Regions from separate parts of the Mus musculus genome. Here regions 1, 2 and 3 are each linked to region 4. The links are chromatin contacts, called in public HiChIP or PLAC-seq maps. All regions are on one chromosome and are shown on one strand. The core of a region is the stretch at or near the end of the contact, and the rest is flanking DNA. Distances in the headings are between cores, read along the strand shown. Region 1 has its middle 49 kb from the start of Gm23949. Region 2 has its middle 5.7 kb from the start of Gm23949. Region 3 has its middle 41 kb from the start of Sox14. Region 4 has its middle 7.4 kb from the start of Gm34397.

Region 1 (4,234 bases), core at 579-3,078, 620 kb before region 4:
TGCAGCAAAGGACAAGCCATCCTGGTACGAAATTCCTTCCAGTGAATGATATTGGGATGGAGAGGCAGCTCAGTGACGACATAATTGTTTAGCATGGATATAGCTTGTACCCAGTACAAAAAAAAATTAAGCGAAGAAAAACATATAAACAATATGTCTGATGTCTAGACTTTTATATACTACTTAGTTCTTGATGACTAGCAGTTGGAATATATTTCTGCCCTTGGCAAGTCGAGTTTGATCCATTTGTTTACCCATTCTCTGAACAAATACATGCATTTGGACTGCAGCCATTGAAAGGTGCTGAAAGTCTTAAGGTATCAAATAGAGGAAAGATCTGTGAGCTGAGGGCATGTGTAGAAAAGGGGGAAAATTTCCAAGTTTGACATCTGGGGAGCCGATTTGGCATTGGTTCTTTGCCTCTGTGCACCTTCTGTGTGTCCTCTGAGTCTTACTTAGAACCCCCCTTTCTAGAAACTTCCCTTGGATTGTTAAGCAGTGAATGTAAGGGTCGTTCTCTTTGCTTCATTTAACATTCCTAGGTACCACAGTACCAGGGGCCGTTGTAACCCGATTTTTTTCCCTTTCTATTCCCATAATAAAGAAATACATGGTGGATTACACACTACGTTTTCTTAGCAGTCTGCCCACTGACAGGCGAAATCTCTGTCCCCTGGAAGGCTCCATGACTGCTTTTACTAATACAATATAGCAGGTATGATGCTCAGGCCACCACCTTCAATCTACTTGAATGTGCACTCATTGGAGGCTGTGTTGCCCTTTTGATAAAACTGCACGTAGGTAACCAGGTTGACAGTCCTGGATGAGCCCAGTTTTCTAGCCATCCTTTCCTAGGTATAAGAGAAACAGACAAAACCATCTTGGGGGTCTTCATAATTTGGATATTAAAAACAATGATATTGGTTTACCATACAAAGCAAGTAGGTCACACACATGACCCCTGCATGAAATTAAAAATAAAAACCAAACAAACCATGAAGTACAATCAAATGCTTTCGGCTCCTAAGTTTTGAGGTAGTTTATCGCTCAGCAGTAATAGGGACCAAGAGCACAGATGTCAGTGCTCCGACCCCCTCTCCAGTGCAGTCTTTTTATTTGCTTCCTCTACTTATGCCAGCATTCACCTGATTTCATTAACAGCATAAGATCATTTTGGTGGCCCTGGTGTAGCCAGACAGCCATGGAATGATGGCTCTTCTACTTAACACAGGAAGAAGTCATTTTTTTTCCCCTTTCAGAGGCACATCCTTGGGTCAGAAGGGAGTTGTCCACATAATGCTCCGAGTGTGTGCGTGTGCGTGTGCGTGTGTGTCCTGCTTATTGTTAGAGATACATGTTTCACTAGCAAACTTCATTTTCCATCCTCAATAGAGCTTTCTCTTTTTCTTTCAGTGGGGACTATAGAAACCATTTCAAGGCAAAGCCTTGTCTATCGCCTTTGTTTTTCCCTCGTTATTCCGTTGGTGCCTTCACCTGGCATTCGGGGCCAGCATTTCTTGAGGAGGTCGGCATTGTTCCTCCTTCTCGGGCCTGGCAGAACGCTTGAAGGGTCAGTTGGAAATGAAGCTTCTATTATCTGTGATCTGCCTCACCCCCTAAGCTGGTCCAGCCCTACACTAAGGCTCAGCCAAGCATGAAGAAAACTAATTGTCCCCACTCTCTGCTCTGCTGCACACCAACCCCACTGCGAGTGCTTCCCTCAGCCCCCCACCCATCACAGAAAACCTCCTCTAAGCTGAGGAACAGAGGGGCACGTTCCCAGGGACCGACTGCTCTGCTCTGTTCAGCGCGTGGTGCAGGAGCAGCCAGTGACTAGAATCTGTCCCAGAGCTTCTCAGGGAGTTAACAATGTCATGGAAGGGGAGGAGGGAGGGAGAGGAAGCCTCTGGCTGCGTGTTCCCCATAATTGCAATGGGCATAGGAAAGGAGACTAGATTAATTTGCCTGATGAATTATGCATCACTTCCGCATGCCGCCCTCCCAGCTCCAAACCTTTATCGCTCGCATTGCTTGAATCCAGCCACCTCGCCGCCTTGAAAGCTCTTGTCCAAGGAGGACCAGGGAAGCCTTTGGCTCGATCGTTAAGACCATTTAACAGAGTGCTCCAGGGAAGTCTATAGGATTACAGAAATGTGAGCTGTATTAATAAAAACAAACAGGCACGGGCCGAGGGTGATTCATCAGAAACAAGCCCAAGAGCTGTACTATGATAGGAAACTCCGATGTCCTTTTGTAGTCTAGGACCAAATAAAGGTAAACACAGTAGCAGCAATTACTTTGTTAGCCGTGTTTTAACTGACACCACGAGAAAGAAAGTCTTTATTGTCAAATGTATGAGCAACAGGAAGGCCACAGCTGTGGGAATGGCTGGCTGTTAACCGCCTGTTGGCTGCTTTGGTCTCTCAGCTGCTTTCTCTGGTCCGTCAGGTATCTGTTTACCCGGAGAACTTTTCCACTGTGGCTCTGAAAAATCTGACCCTTCCGTGGGTCCTCGCGTGCCCTAAAAGACCTTGCTGCCCCGCTTTCCGGATTGATATGAAAAGACTCCTTTGGAGTAAACGAGAGGCGGTGTTTCTTTCAGAAGGTTGCCCTTGGAGAAGGGGGCGGTGGAGATGGGGGTGGGGGATGGGTAGCTCCTGTCTCAAAACCAAAACAGAACTACTGGAGTGGGACCCAAGGTTTTGCTTTTTCTGGCAGAGCTTAGGTGAGGAGTAAAATTAATCAAAGAAACAGATTCAGTTAATGAAATTAGAGTGGCATTTAACATAAATAAAGCTTTTTTTTTTTTTTTGGAACAGTTGTATTTCCGTTTGCGCCATGCCGTTCATTCGTTATAAACATATCATTTAGTGATTTAGTGCGTGTATAAAGTTTTAACAATTTACAGTAAAGTTTTAGAATCGTTTCATCATCTCAGTAAAAGAAACCGTGTACTCTTTAGCTATGGTCCCAGTTCAAGGCAACTGCCAGTTTGTTTTTGGCCTGTGTATATTTACAAATTCTGATGTTGCATTTAAATAAAACCACAGAGGGCTTCCAGTGGCTGACTTCGGCTAACTTAGCACGATGTTTTTAAGTTTCACCACAGTCCAGCACAAATCGTACTTCATTCTTTTTTTCCGTAGAGGAGTAAGTAAATTTCTGTTGTCTGAATCTACCCAATCAACTGCAATGGCATTGCTTGATGATTTTGTAGTCTTTTTATTCTGGGTCTTTATGTTTTCTGCCTCTGTAGGAAGAATCTCACATCAAGTTGGCAGGCAAATTTTATGGGAATGCCCTGGGCTACCCGAAGGTTTGCATAAAATTCTAAGAAAGAAATGGGTTCTAGGTTATTCCGAGGTGGGGATCATAGCGAACAGGGAGGCCTTAATTTATTTCTTAAAATGTGCAGAGGGAGCTTTACAAAATTAGCTCCCTTTCAAAGCACCGCATTTTAAAAGCATTTTGCGTTTGAACTCGTCTTCTGTTCAACAAACACAAGCTAAGTGTTTATTCTGTTAGAGCAACCAACCTCAAGGACTTAAAAAAATCCAAGGAAAAAACATCTAGCAATCGTAGATGAACCACAAATCAAGCAACAAAGATGATAGAGACAATATAAGAGGATATTAAACAACAACAACAACAACAACAACAACAACAACAGTCAGTCAGATGAACAGTCAGAACCAGAGGCATAAATTAGCTGGGTGTTGGAAGCTGGGGGGTGGGGGGGTGGGGGGTGGGGGAGGGGGTGGGGGAGGGGGGACTTTAGCTTGTTCCTATTTCACCAAAACCATAGACTGGCATTCAAACCATTATTTCAACCACACCTCTTTTGTTATGGGAGGTAGCCATAGGTGTTCTTCTGTGGATGTCTGTGCTCCCAGTGGACCTTTCCTCGTCTGTGTGTAAAGTGAGGGATTGACACTCTGCACTGTCTCATAAGAGGAAGTAGAGAATGGGATGTCTCCAGAGACTCACTTTGCACCCTGATCCTGGAAGGGTCATCTAATCCCTCCCCAAAAGATTTTTTTTTTTAGTGGTAAGACTACAACTTATCTTGCATTGTGTAAGAAAAGACAGAATCTGAGTGGACAAGCCAATATTACAAAATGTCTTGCAATCAGCAGGCAATAGCTAATGGGACTTACTAGCTCCACTGATATCAGCAACTTCCAGGCAATGAGAACAGGACGTCCTGGATACTTTGTAGTTTATTAACTGAGCA
Region 2 (4,056 bases), core at 567-3,066, 670 kb before region 4:
TGAAGATGTAAGCAATAAAGCTTTGCCGCAGAAGATTCTGGTCTGTTGCGTCTTTCCTGGCCGGTCGTGAGAACGCGTCTAATAACACTCTGACCCCAATATATATATTTTTTCTAAAGCAAACTATTAACAGCAATGTCTGCATTCTGTTTCCATTTTAAACAGAAGAAAGTCTTCCTGTGGTTTCCTAAAATGGCAGGAATGTAGTAACATCCTCACTTAACAATAACATTGTTACTGGGCTTCCCCGTCTCTGGCTGACAGATGGGAGCACGCAGTCCTCTAGGCAGCCAGACATGTTCAACTGTGCCTAAAGCAAACCCATGTGATCCAGACCCTTCAGAATATACACCTGAAACAAATATGTCCAGGTATGTCTGTGTGCCTTGGGGCCAACGGGGAATATTCTTAATTAACTTCTCAATAGAAAGCGCTTATTCAAAGAGAAATAGTAAAAACATGCCAACCTGAAACTTACATATGTATTATAAAAAATTATTTAGATGTTAAAACCACAAAAATGCTTTAGGGAGGAATTTCTATCAATGTCAGCAATGGAAAGGTCGCACAAAGACAATAGAAACCAGAGCTTAAGTGATTATGATTATTGCCTTTTAATTCTCCACAGGCAATGCCTCTCTGACACTTCTCTATCTTCTTCAGTCTTCAAGAAAAAAAACCCATCAGACTCCAGGTTCCTTCACTGATAAACTGAGTCTCAAAGTAACCATTGTCTTTATTTACTAAACATAGTTATTTTCTCTTGCATCGAAGCTTGTGGCTGGAAGCTTGTGCTCAGTGATTTGCTCTTCTGGAAACGGCTTCTTTATTCTGTGGCTTTTCCTCTCATCTGACTGGTGGAGCTTCCTCACGGTGTCATTTTGTTGTTGTTGTTGTTGTTGGGATAGAAGAGATTTTTAAGCACTTGTTTTGAAGTGAAGGGTCATTTTGCGAATGGGAACCAAACAGAATACAGACCTCTAGCCTCACGGGCAAAACCCGAAATGTGCAGCCCCGATGTACAGTCTGCAAAACACTCACGGACTGTTCATGCTTCCAAGTTCAGGATCAACTGGCCTCAGAGGGCCTTTTCCTTCTCACCTCCCTCCCTTGGTTTGGAGCATGGCAAACCCTATTGTCTTTGGCTTTTCCTGGCTTAAGACTGCTCCCGGGAGCTAAAATGGCCAGCAAGCAGTTGACTGCTAAGCTCAGGAAAGCTTCACCTGAACGCCTGTGGCACAGTTGTAAGGGTTCTGTAGTTGCAGAGGAGGGGCTTTCTTATGGGGAGCCCCCTTCCCTGAGCAGTGAAATTCAGCATGGCTTTGCTAATGACAGCTGGTGACTATGGTCTTCAATCAGGACGGTCTTTGGTGATGCTTCAGCACCGCACTTATCTTCCAAATCCTTGAGGGAAATATGATCCATGTGCTATCCCACTGGGCCTGATAAGTCTCCAAAGCCTCCCTGGGTGTGATGCCGATGCCAAGAAGGCACTGCAAGAACTAAAGGATGGTTCCCCCCCTCCCCGAGATCTGAGGGTACATTTGTCTTCTCACTAATGTCACAGTTGGTGCTTTCTTTTGCCAAGCTTCATAATAGCTGGACCTCTTCTTCTTTTATAGCCTCATAATAAAACGAGAGGAGGATTCACAAGCACCCCTCATCCCCAAATCTGGTAAGCAGGGAAGAACGCTAACTGAATATCCATTAGATCTAATGAGTCAGATTCATTTCAAAGGCATCGTGTTGACCTACCACAGGTCCTTCTGAAGCTGTGACCTAGAAGAAGCAAGGGGCCTTTTGTCCCCAGTGGCTGGTGGGAGGGAGGCTGGGCAGCCAGGATGATGCCCTGCTGGACAATGGGGAGCATTGACGAAGTGCTCCCATTTATTGGCTGAGCGACTGCATCAGTCATTCATTCACAGACACAAGGTCTAAATTGCAGAACCAATTAACAGCACTAATAGCCCTTGCCTGAATTAATCTTTGAGACAAAAGGGAGGAGAAGTGGAAGCGCTATTAGCAAATCAAGCTGTACCATCCCTGCTTTATTGAGGGGATCTCGGTGTCTGTATGTGGCCATTGTGCACTGACTGCAATTACAGCCCTCATTTAAAAATGATTAAGTGGTTATAATTATTTTTCAATTAAAACTTATATCTTCCATTTATGCAACATCTCAGACTTCAATTAAACTTCTTTTTAAAATTGCCACCGAGCCCAAAGATCCCCGCTTCGTCTTCTGCCAGGAAGCCTTAAACTTAAACCGCAGAGAGCTCTCATTTCCAGACTTGAGGAGCCCAGGAAATGTAAGCACTGAGATGAAAGTTAGCAATAATAAAAAGTCGGAGTGCCTGTGTGAATTGACCACTCTGTCTCAAGAGGACTGAGATGCTGTGACACCTGAGAACAGGGTTCTTAACCACTGAACAGTGATGTCACGGGATGAGCTGCTACCTGGGCTCTGTTCTTAGAGCGGCTGCCCCCTTATGACAGAGACAAATGAGTGTCTTATTTTTATTTTTGTGTGTTCATGCCATGACGTGTGGGTGGAAGTCAGAGAGCAACATGCAGGAGCCAGTATCCACCCAGCGATGGGTCCCAGCGGTCAAACTCTGGTCATCAGGCTTAGTGGCGGGTGCCTTGCCCACATCTTACTAACTCAGGATGTGAAGTTCTGAGCAACTCAGTGCATTTGACAGTTAGAGAAGCTTCCGGGTACCCCTCTGAGATGCTTAACCTTGGTTGTCAGCTAGGTTGGATTGAGAGACACCTGGGAAACTGGCAAGACAACAGAATGTGTCTGTGAGGGTGTTTCCAGGGATGTGGAGTACAGAACTGATAGATGGACACTATCACCTTGAATGTTGGGAGTGTTTGCAAATAACTGGGGTCCTTGATGGAGCACAAAGTGGGAAAAGGGGGAGGCTTGCCACAGACAAGACTCATTCTCGAATGGATGCATTTTTCTGCCGCCGCCAATGGACACTAGATTCCAGATTCATCAGTTTTTTTGTTTGTTTGTGTTCAAGCTTTATGATTGTTTTACTATTTTATGGGTGCAAGTGTTTTTCCTGCATGTATGTCTACCTACCACATGCATGCCTGGTGCCCACAGAAAGCCAGAAGAGGGAGCCAGATCCCCTGGAACTGGAGTTACAAGTGTTTCTGGATCACCATGTGGGTGCTGGGAATTGAATCAGGTCCTCTAAAGAGTAGCTAATGCCCTTAGCCCCCTGGGCCATCTCTCTCACCCCCAGCTCTTCAGGATTTCAATGTGGACTTCTGGTAGCAACTTTCCAGGGTGCTTACAGGTCTTCAGCCTTGGACCCAGGCTATATTATTGCTTCTTCTTGTCTGGAGCCTTTCAGTTTCTGGGACTGAAAAGATAATGGTTACTTAACTCTCCATACTGCAGACTACCACGGTGGGGCCGTTCAGCCTCTGGTTGTGTGAGCCAAGCTGCATGTGTATGTATGTTGCTGCATGTGTATGCATGCAGTATATGCACATGCTCATGTGTATGGCTGTGCACGTGTGTGGAGACCAGAAGTTAAAGTCAAGTATTTCTTGATTGCTTTCCAACTTGTCTTTCTTTGGTTTTGCTTTTGTTTTTTTTTGAGACAAGTTCTCTCATGGAATCTGGAACTCATTGACTAAGGTAGGCAGAATGGCCAGTAAGCTTCAGGGAATCTCTTGTCTCCTCCCCGCTTCCCCCTGCAATGGAGTTACAGACATCTGAGCCCCCACCAACTCCTGGACATTTTCTGTGGGATCTGGGAATCCATTCAAGTCTTCTTGCTTCTCTGGCTGGCACTCTACTAACATCTATGGCCTAGACACCTCAATCTAATAAATTCTCTCATAATTACACCTATATTGTATTGATTCTGCCCCTCCAGAGAGGGCTAATATGCCTCCTAAAACTGCCCTTATCTTGTGCTTTCTTGAGGTGTGGGAGGTAGGAGTTATGTATATATCATGGCCCGTTTCATCTTCCTGGCCTATAATCAGTGCATGTTCTTGGGATACGGCCCTCATGGGCATATCGTGCAT
Region 3 (4,436 bases), core at 1,062-3,561, 580 kb before region 4:
GAACAGAGAGTGAAAGAAAGACCATTCAGAGATCACCCCACCTAGGGATCCATCCCATCTGCAGACACCAAACCCCCACATTATTGCTGATGCCAAGAAGCACTTGTTGACAGAGCCTGGTATAGCTGTTCCGTGTGAGACTCTGCCAGCACATGACTAATATAGATGTAGATACTCACAGCCAACCATTGGACTGAGCCTGGGGATCCCAATGGAAGAGTTAGGGGAAGGAATGAAAGAACTGAAGGGGATTGCAACCCCATAAGAAGAACAACAATATCAACCAACCAGGCCCCCTTCCCCCCCAGAGTTCCAAGGGACTAAACCACCAACCAAAGAATATGGTATAGAGGGAGGGACCAATGGCTCCGTCTGCATATGTAGCAGACGATGGCCTTGTCGGGCATCAATGGGAGGAGAGGCCCTTGGTCCTGTGGAGGAGAATGCTAGGATAGTGAGGTAGGAGTGGGTGGGTGGGTGAGTGGGGGAGCACCCTCACAGAAGCTAAGAGGAGGGGGATGGAATGAGGGGTCTGCAGAGAGGAGACGGGAAGGGGGACAACATCTAAAATGCAAATAAATAAAATAACCAATAAAAAGTTTGAAAATGGAATATTAGTTCAACCAAAATGAAGATTAGCTTGAGTGGAAGTCTCAGGGCGGGAAGGTAACATTCATATGATTGGCTGGGAAGTAGAAAAGAGACCCCCAAACCATCTCTCATAGACAAAGTCCAGTACATTTTCACTTTTTTTTGTGTGTATCTGTAGAGGAAAGCCAACAAATAATTCTGCAAACTGAAATAGTATAAATTAGTGATGCAGATGTATTTAGAAGTATTTGGGGGTAAATCCCAAGCTAATGGGCTAACAAAGGAGAGGTAAAGCCAGGAGGGGGAGCCCGGGCAAAGTTGCTGCTTTGCTTTAGGTTTTCAACTGCATACCTTAGAGCAGAGGTTCTCACCCTTCCTAAGGCTGTGACCCTTTAACACAGTTCCTCACAGTGTGTGTGGTGACCCCAAACATTAAATGATTTTGCTGTCATTTCATAACTGTAATTTGCTAGTGTTACAAATCATAGTATAAATATCTTGTATGTAGGGTATTTAATAGATAATCCACCCCCAAAGGGGTCTTGGCCCCCAGGTTGAGAACCACTGGCTTAGAGGATAACTGACATTTTCCATGTGGGATATTGTATACATTGGATTGGAAATAAACAAAATAGGTAAGGACAAAAATGAAAAGGAAATAAATATCCACGATATTCCAACTTCATGGATCACAAGATGACCAAGACAGCAGCCTTGGACGCTGCAGTTGCAATAAGAAACACCAGAGAGAGAAGCGTGCAGACCCATTAACACTTAAGAAGGTTCACCCAGTGAGCACTCCTGAGACGTCCCATGTGCCATCATAAAAGATAATGAGTTTGAGAGTAGATAAGAGGAAGAAGAGAGTCTTACAGCAATGGCATCTTGAAAGAAATAAAGCTTGAGTTTAGATTTAAGCAAAGTTGTGGGAGGCGAAGAGTTAATAGAAGAGTTACTAGAGTTAAAAGTGTCCTGGGCTAGGTCAAAGCTCCTGGTTATCTGAAAACCAGCCAGGAGGAGGCCAATGTGCCTACATTATAATAAATACAGGAGAGGAAGCTGAGAAGCTGAAACCAAGCCCTACACAGTGTTTTATAAGGAATTGGATTTTAATTTAAATTTGATCGTAAGTCATTGACAGAGGAGTTGGTTTGTTTGTTGTGTGTACATTTTAGGATAAGGGTCAACTGGACCAGCCTACATTGACATTGAACTTGTGGTTCCTTGCCTCTGCCTCTCAACCGTTGGGATGATAGATACACACCTCCATGTCCAGCTCAGAATAGTAGTTTTGAGATCTGACTTAGTTGTTGAACCAATGTTGTACTGGGAAGGACTGGGCAGGAATAGAACAGAAAGTTTACTTTTAAAGACTCACCGAATTTTAGGATGAGATGTTTGGATAGACAGATGGAAGGATGGATGGATGGATGGATGGATGGATGGATGGATGAATGGATGGATTAAGGAATGGAGTGACTGACTGATATAGATAGCAGATTTGGGCTGAGAATCTTAATTTGGGCAGAGTAGCAAGGCACAGCTAAGAGGCCAGGGGGGCAATTTCAGAGCCAGATGGAAGGGGGGAGGTGCAGAATTATTTCTTCTGCAGCTGGTCTCCCCAAATTTTCAGACTTGCTTTACCATATATGGACAGACACTCAGGTGGGGGTGGCTGAGGCGCCAGCATGATTATGCAGGGAATAAAGACTTGCCAAATTGCTTTAAACTCAGCCCATCTCCATTCTGGCTCTCACCACACTTGACGTGAGCGTGCAACCGGGCTTGTAAATAACTGTGCTTGGAGGCCGAGCTGGGAATTACGCCCCTCCAGACAGCTATTCAGAGACTGAGAGAATAGGGCCCACTTGCTGTAATGCTATGCATTAAAAAGCACTTAGGCTGCTAAAATCGGCATTAGAATTGCACATCAACATTGCTGCCGTGCTCTCAATGGGACTCTGGAGTCCAAGTGGGACTCTCAGAGTTTGCAGAGGGGAGAAAAGCCGTCTCAGGCAGTCTCTCTACCTCAGCCCACCCAGCAGCACCACCTCTACCCTGTGGAGAATCCCCTCCATAAATGGGGGAAAGAATGATCTTATTTTTAAGCCAAGATTAAACTGGGCCCGTAGTGTGCAAGGATGATAGGTCTTCAAGAGGAGAGAAATGAATCTAAGCCGTGACAGCACATCCATCCAAAGGTGGCAGGAAGGGGTGGTGCAGGTGTTCCTGGGAGTTAAGAGGAGCCCCAGGCATAGTGTACCCCACATAGAAGGCTTGAAGTAAATGAATGAATGAATGAATGAGTGAATGAATGATTGAGTCATACATTTCCATCCCAGTCTAGTCCCAGCAGTTCTTTGTTCTTTCATTTCTGCCTAGGAATCAAATGCACTGCTGGGCCAAGTTTCCACCAAGCACTTTAAGGGGTGCACAAGAGTGGCTGAAAACAACGCACGGCATCCCCCTCAATCTCTCCAGCAGTTGTCCCAGGCCCTTCCACTAAAAGGTATGTCACTGGGCTTTATTGAGCTTCAACAACTCGATTGTTCTTTAGCAAGTAGTTTATTTTATTTATTTATTTATTTTAAGCTATCCAAAGCAATGGCTCCATCGTGTTGTTTACATTTTATTTCGCCATTTTATTTTTGCCCATGTCCATCACCTCCTCCACTGCCTTCTCTCCTCCTTCCCAGGCTCATCAGGCCACTGCCTGCTTCCTCCCACACGGTCCCTGCCATGCTTTCACTTCGTGTGTATTCCGCTACTTTCTTCTCCCCATTCCTCCCTTAATGTTACATCCTCCCCATGCCTCTCCACCCACGAACACACTCCTCTACGTCTCGAGTCTACATATGACACTCTTCCTTCATTTAGCATAAAGAGCTTCATTCGGTTCAGATGCCATCCCTGCAAATGCTAGAATTTCATTTTTCTTCATGACTGAGTAAGACGGCATCGTGTGCGTGTGCCACATTTTCTTTATCTGTTCATCTGCCGATGGGTATCTAGGCTGGTTCTGTTTCTTAGTTATAGTGGGAAGTGGAGAGTTGGGCTGGAAATAGCATCGCTGAGTCACAAGGTAGTTTTAACTTTCAAAGAGAGTGAACCAACTTATCTTCCCGGCAGCTATGCATAAGGTTTCCTGTTCCCTCATATTCTCACCAACACTCAATGGCATTTAATTAATTTTTAAAAATTGTGTATGTATTTTTTTTCTTGGTCTGCATGTGTCTCTGTGTGCCATGTATTTACCTTGGGCCTGCAGAGGCCAGAAGAGGACACTGGATCCCCTGGAACTAGAATAACAGATACTTGTGAACTACCATGTTGGTTCTGGTAGTCGAATCTGAATCCCTCTGAAAGAGTGGTCAGTGCTTCTAACCGCTGGGCCTATCATTTGATTTTTTTGATGAGAGACGTTCTGACCATGATAAGATGGAATCTGAAATCAGTTTTATTTCCCTGACAGCTAAGAATGTTGGATTCCCCCCTCCCAATATTTATTGGCCATTTATATTGTTACATTGGAAGAAATTGGCCTATTTATTGGTTGTATAATTAGTCTGGGGTGTTTATGTTTTGGAGTTCATTATGTATTCTGGTTATTAATTCCCTGTCTAATGTGTGCTCGGCAGTTTTTACCATTCTGTCATCTTCTTGCTCTTTCTCCTGATGGCTGCCATTGCTTTCACAAGCTCCAATTCCATGTAACTCTACCTGTCCGTTCCTCAGATTGTTCCCTATACCCTTGAGTCCTCCCAACAGAAAGTCTTCGCTTATTTCTATATCTTGAAGTATTTTATCTGTTTTCCGATGTGAGTTTCGAAGTTTCAGGTTTTACT
Region 4 (4,026 bases), core at 1,200-3,699:
CTGGGTCTCACTTGAAATGTTGCTGAATTAACAAAATAAATGATAGCGTACCAACAGCGGTTCCGTCTGGATTTTTTTTTTTCAAAACACAATTTTTTTTTTTGCTGCTTTTATTGAGCTTATTCTATAGAAGGGGGTCTATTAGGAATACTGCTGTGCTGTCTTCATATTTTAAACTGGCCACAAATCTGTGTTGAGTGCTTTGGTTTTTCTTTTGTCCGGATGTACGTTGCTCCTTTCGAAAACAATACATGAAGAAGGTACAAGAAAGTCTTCTTTGAGCATCAGTTTCAAATGGCCTAATCAAATCTGCAAGACTGTAATCTCCCGGGGGGGCTGCTAGATACCTAGACCTCCCAGGAAGAAGGCAGTAGATTGGATGTTGATGTCATAGATACTGAGAGCAGGTCCCCTCTCAGTGTCTCCAAAACCTTGAAGGAAGCATTCCTCCTAATATGTTACCCATGTACATTATCAAAATGGAAAGCTGTTTTTGACTGTAAGTTTCACACTGTAGTGGACATCACAATCTCTGAGGGAAGTTGTCGTAAGTATAGACGGTCGGCCCCATGCCGAGAATTTCTAATCCAGTAGATCTTAAATGAGGTCTCAGAATCTGTCCTTGTGAGAAGGTTCTAAGTCAGATGGACAGCAACTGGCTAGAGACAGAACTGAGACAGGAACTGGCTAGAACCACGCCAGAGTGAATCTGAGTCCAGCTCCATCGCTTACCTTCCTAGTGGCCTCGGGAAGTTACCTCACCTCTCTGAGCTTTAGATTGTTCAATAAAATGGATCTCAAAACGGCAGTCTCTCTTGGAGTAATTGTCAGAACAAAAATTAGTATATATAGTCTCCTGGCACAAAGCCAGACACTTGAAAGACGAAGACAAAAAGAAAAGAAAAAAGAAAAAAAAAAAAACCTCAGCTTCTTCTCCTTCTTCTCATAGAAGCCTAACAATTCAGAGAATGCCTGTATGGCTCTTTTCTCAACCTGCCTGCATAGCCATTCAACAACTGTTCTGAGGTCGCCTAAGAAGGGGGGTGGGGGGGCGCTCGCTACTTCAGGGAGATCCAAGTCTGTGGTCAGTTCTCACTGGGAGAAACTGTTACATTGAATTAGAACCTACCAGCTGAAATTGCCTGCTTCTTCCCTTCAGAGTCACAAAGAATACATTTTCTTTTAATTTTAAAAGTGTCTTCCACACATCCCACAGGTTTACCAAGTCTTTGAAACTGAAATCTTGAGCAACTCTACACCTGGTGTGCTTAGTGGTGAATTAACGACGGTTTCTCTTGTGTGTCTATTCTCTCACTAACCCAGTGTTGTAAGGAAATCTCTGATGAAACTGGGGTTGACAAGACAGGCAGAAGGTAAATTGTGGGGCTGAATTTGGATAGCCCACAGAGTGAAAGGATCAGATCTGTGCTTATGAAGAGCATGCTGTTAAGAGCTTGAAGAAAATATTGAATATGGTAAAGCTGGAGCCAAGGAGACCCATCACAGGCTTATAGAGAGGAGACAATGAGCAGGAGATGTGTGAAGAGGGCAGAAAAGAACAGGGATTTGTTATCGGCTGCATTCGAAGGATGCCCAAAGGAAGGTGCCAGGAATGATGCCCAAGACTCCCACAGCTGAGCACACAGGACTAACACGCATCTGGGAAAGGAAACCATTGAAGTCGATCTGGCTTTCTAGGAAAAGATGGGCCTTTTGTAGCTACTTTCAGTTCGAAGGAATTCTTGAATTCTATAGCCAGTTAAATATATAGGTCTGCATTTTCAGGAAAAAGAGATGGATTGTAGGTATAGAGCAAGTGTCAATCACTTGTAGATTGTGGGAGAAATATAGAAGGGCCAAAAAACTCAGGACTTAGGGTACAATGAGGAGACAAGGTGAGAAGTAAAGCAACACAGCGTCTGCAGAGGAATGGGACACCAGAGATGTCAGAAACATGGAGGAGACACAGGAAGTGACACCAATATCGAAGGCAAAAGAGAAAGCTGAGAAGCGCACCCAGTGATGCCCAGAGCTTCAAAAACATGGACAGAGGTGTCCAGTGCTGCAGAAACATGGGCAGTGGTATAGAATGAGCACTTCCAGAAAGAGTCCCATTGTGGTCTCTGAGAGGGAATGTGGTGAGAAAGGTTCCATGGATAATGGCGGTTAGGGCCATGCAATTGTGTAGGAGTGAGGGAGAAGGGGAAACAAAAGTTACAAATTATGCTTTCTTCAATATGATACACAAAAAGGAAGAGTTTTTAAAAAAAATTTTAACAAGTAGGTTTTTCTGTGTGGTAGCAGCCAGTAGCCCTGGCCAACACTTCTTTACATAACTCCAACCCCATGACTGACAGACGTCGACCACGGTAAAGTCATGAATAGTAAGGAGCTGCTTTAGCAGCAGTGGAGAGGAGAAACTTGGCCTCGTGCCCAGCTTACACTGTTTCTTGGGGAAATGAGACACTGTTGAAGCTACTGTGCCTGCAGAATGCAGTCCTGCCTAAGAACACTGGGGTCTTTGGAAGGGAGTAAAAAGAAGGCTCACGCACTAAGAAGTGGACGTCTGCCCCAATTTTACAAGCCATGTCATAAAGGGGAGGACCTGGGAGCAGCCTCTACCCCAGAGGCCCTGCTACAAACCTCAGATTTATTCTCCTGACCCGTACCTTCTATGGTCCACCAGCATCTTTTCACTGGATCCAGGATCTGCCTCCATCACTCCTCACTTGGGGCATCCATACCCCATTCATTACTTCACCTCCACATCACTACTTCTATAACCTTCAAGTTCAGCAACCAAATCCCCAAATGAAGGACAGACTTGCCAGCTCACTATCCTCACAGAACCTCTACCAGCAAAACCAGGCACAGCCAAACCTCCAACTACTATCCTCTACAGCTCAGCACAAGACCCTCCCTGGGCAGAGAGGAGCCTTAAGTGTTATTTATTCAACCAAAGGCTTACTGGTTCTATAGTGGTTCTATTCTAATTTTCTATACAGATTTTTTCATATTACCCACGACAGAAGCAATGTTCATTGTGCTAGAATCTCTGGAATACCCAAGTCATGAGAAAAGGCTCCAACCAGCCCAGTGGAGCAGGCTTCCCTCCAACCACAGGCTCTGCTTTGTTGCTATCCTCCATGGCTTCATTGTTGACAGAGGTCCTGAGGTTGCTACACACCTAATAAGTAGTAGATGAATGTGAGCCCAGCTCTTCCATCACCATAGCCTACAGCCTCTACCATAGTCCCTCACCCAGACTAGTGGTACAAGGAAGAATATGCCCTAACCCAGAGATCTCTACCTGGCAAGCACGGGTCCTGTCTGGAACAAGCTTTTAGGAACACACCAGGGGACCGCACTGGATCGCTTATGGCAGTAACAGTGTGGAACAGCACAGGCTGACTCTCACATGAGTGAGAATGGGTACCTCCGTCACTGCACATAGCACAGCTATCTCAGCCTAGCCTCAGCCCTGCACACTCCTCAGGATTCAAGGCTGCATAAATTACCTTATTCTATAAGTGTGTTTCTGCCCCACCCCCACCCCCACCATAGGACGATATCGGATTCATGTTTATATTGAAGATGACTGTTTCTGGGATGAAGGTTTGACATACATTCCTGGAGTAAAATGATCTGAAGCAAAGATGATGATGGATGGGAACTTAACTCATTCTAGAGACCCCAGACTGTGAAACCTGGAAGGGAGAGAAAGTCTATTCACACACAATAGAATTTGAGCCTTGCCAGGGGCCCTTTCTCCTGAGGAAATAAATAAGGGTTCTCACAGTGTTTCCTCCTTCCCCATGATCAAGGGGGAGATGTGTTTTTCTGCCAGCTTCCAACCCCATTGGTTGAGGGTTGTTTGTGTCTGAGTTCAAAGCAGGCTCCCACTGACATCTCATGTTGTCACAGAAGCCCTGGAGTAACGGAAGGAGGTCAAAGGCTGCACAAAGCCATTAACCACACAGACAAGGCTGGAATGAGAACTGACCCAGCATGTGAAGTGTGGAGTGA

What was found. HiChIP or PLAC-seq counts read pairs in DNA pulled down with a chosen protein or histone mark.
Region 1: a contact with region 4 is called in an H3K4me3 HiChIP or PLAC-seq map of embryonic basal ganglia, with 5 times the contacts expected there. The contact joins two enhancer-like sites. A contact is called at or near these places in 5 of 115 datasets of contacts at active chromatin or transcription factors (embryonic basal ganglia, embryonic forebrain, embryonic hindbrain and 2 more).
Region 2: an H3K4me3 HiChIP or PLAC-seq map of embryonic basal ganglia shows a contact between it and region 4, with 8 times the contacts expected there. The contact joins two enhancer-like sites. A contact is called at or near these places in 5 of 39 promoter capture datasets (cranial neural crest, frontonasal cranial neural crest, maxillary cranial neural crest and 2 more), 3 of 484 Hi-C or Micro-C datasets (Sertoli cells, nephron progenitors and palatal mesenchyme) and 6 of 115 datasets of contacts at active chromatin or transcription factors (embryonic basal ganglia, embryonic stem cells, oligodendrocyte precursor cells and 1 more).
Region 3: a contact with region 4 is called in an H3K4me3 HiChIP or PLAC-seq map of embryonic basal ganglia, with 8 times the contacts expected there. The contact joins two enhancer-like sites. A contact is called at or near these places in 1 of 39 promoter capture datasets (embryonic stem cells), 6 of 15 datasets of contacts at CTCF or cohesin (embryonic stem cells, hippocampal excitatory neurons, large pre-B cells and 2 more), 52 of 484 Hi-C or Micro-C datasets (the 63-12 cell line, the AML12 cell line, B cells and 29 more) and 5 of 115 datasets of contacts at active chromatin or transcription factors (Th17 cells, embryonic basal ganglia, forebrain and 2 more).

The regions. Positions count from the first base shown.
Region 1 is chr9:99,797,788-99,802,021 of GRCm38.p6, forward strand. No RefSeq gene overlaps it. Among named protein-coding and RNA genes, the nearest start is that of Gm23949, 49 kb to the left of the region's middle. Within about 2 kb of position 1,829, at least 72 of the 459 cell types and tissues checked have an H3K27ac peak or open chromatin away from gene starts, as enhancers often do. A contact at or near this core is called in embryonic basal ganglia, where this site is marked.
Region 2 is chr9:99,742,820-99,746,875 of GRCm38.p6, forward strand. No RefSeq gene overlaps it. Among named protein-coding and RNA genes, the nearest start is that of Gm23949, 5.7 kb to the right of the region's middle. Within about 2 kb of position 1,817, at least 24 of the 459 cell types and tissues checked have an H3K27ac peak or open chromatin away from gene starts, as enhancers often do. A contact at or near this core is called in embryonic basal ganglia and neural stem cells, where this site is marked.
Region 3 is chr9:99,833,425-99,837,860 of GRCm38.p6, forward strand. It overlaps the pseudogene Gm518. Among named protein-coding and RNA genes, the nearest start is that of Sox14, 41 kb to the right of the region's middle. Within about 2 kb of position 2,312, at least 6 of the 459 cell types and tissues checked have an H3K27ac peak or open chromatin away from gene starts, as enhancers often do. A contact at or near this core is called in embryonic basal ganglia, where this site is marked.
Region 4 is chr9:100,413,077-100,417,102 of GRCm38.p6, forward strand. No RefSeq gene overlaps it. Among named protein-coding and RNA genes, the nearest start is that of Gm34397, 7.4 kb to the left of the region's middle. Within about 2 kb of position 2,450, at least 20 of the 459 cell types and tissues checked have an H3K27ac peak or open chromatin away from gene starts, as enhancers often do. A contact at or near this core is called in embryonic basal ganglia and neural stem cells, where this site is marked.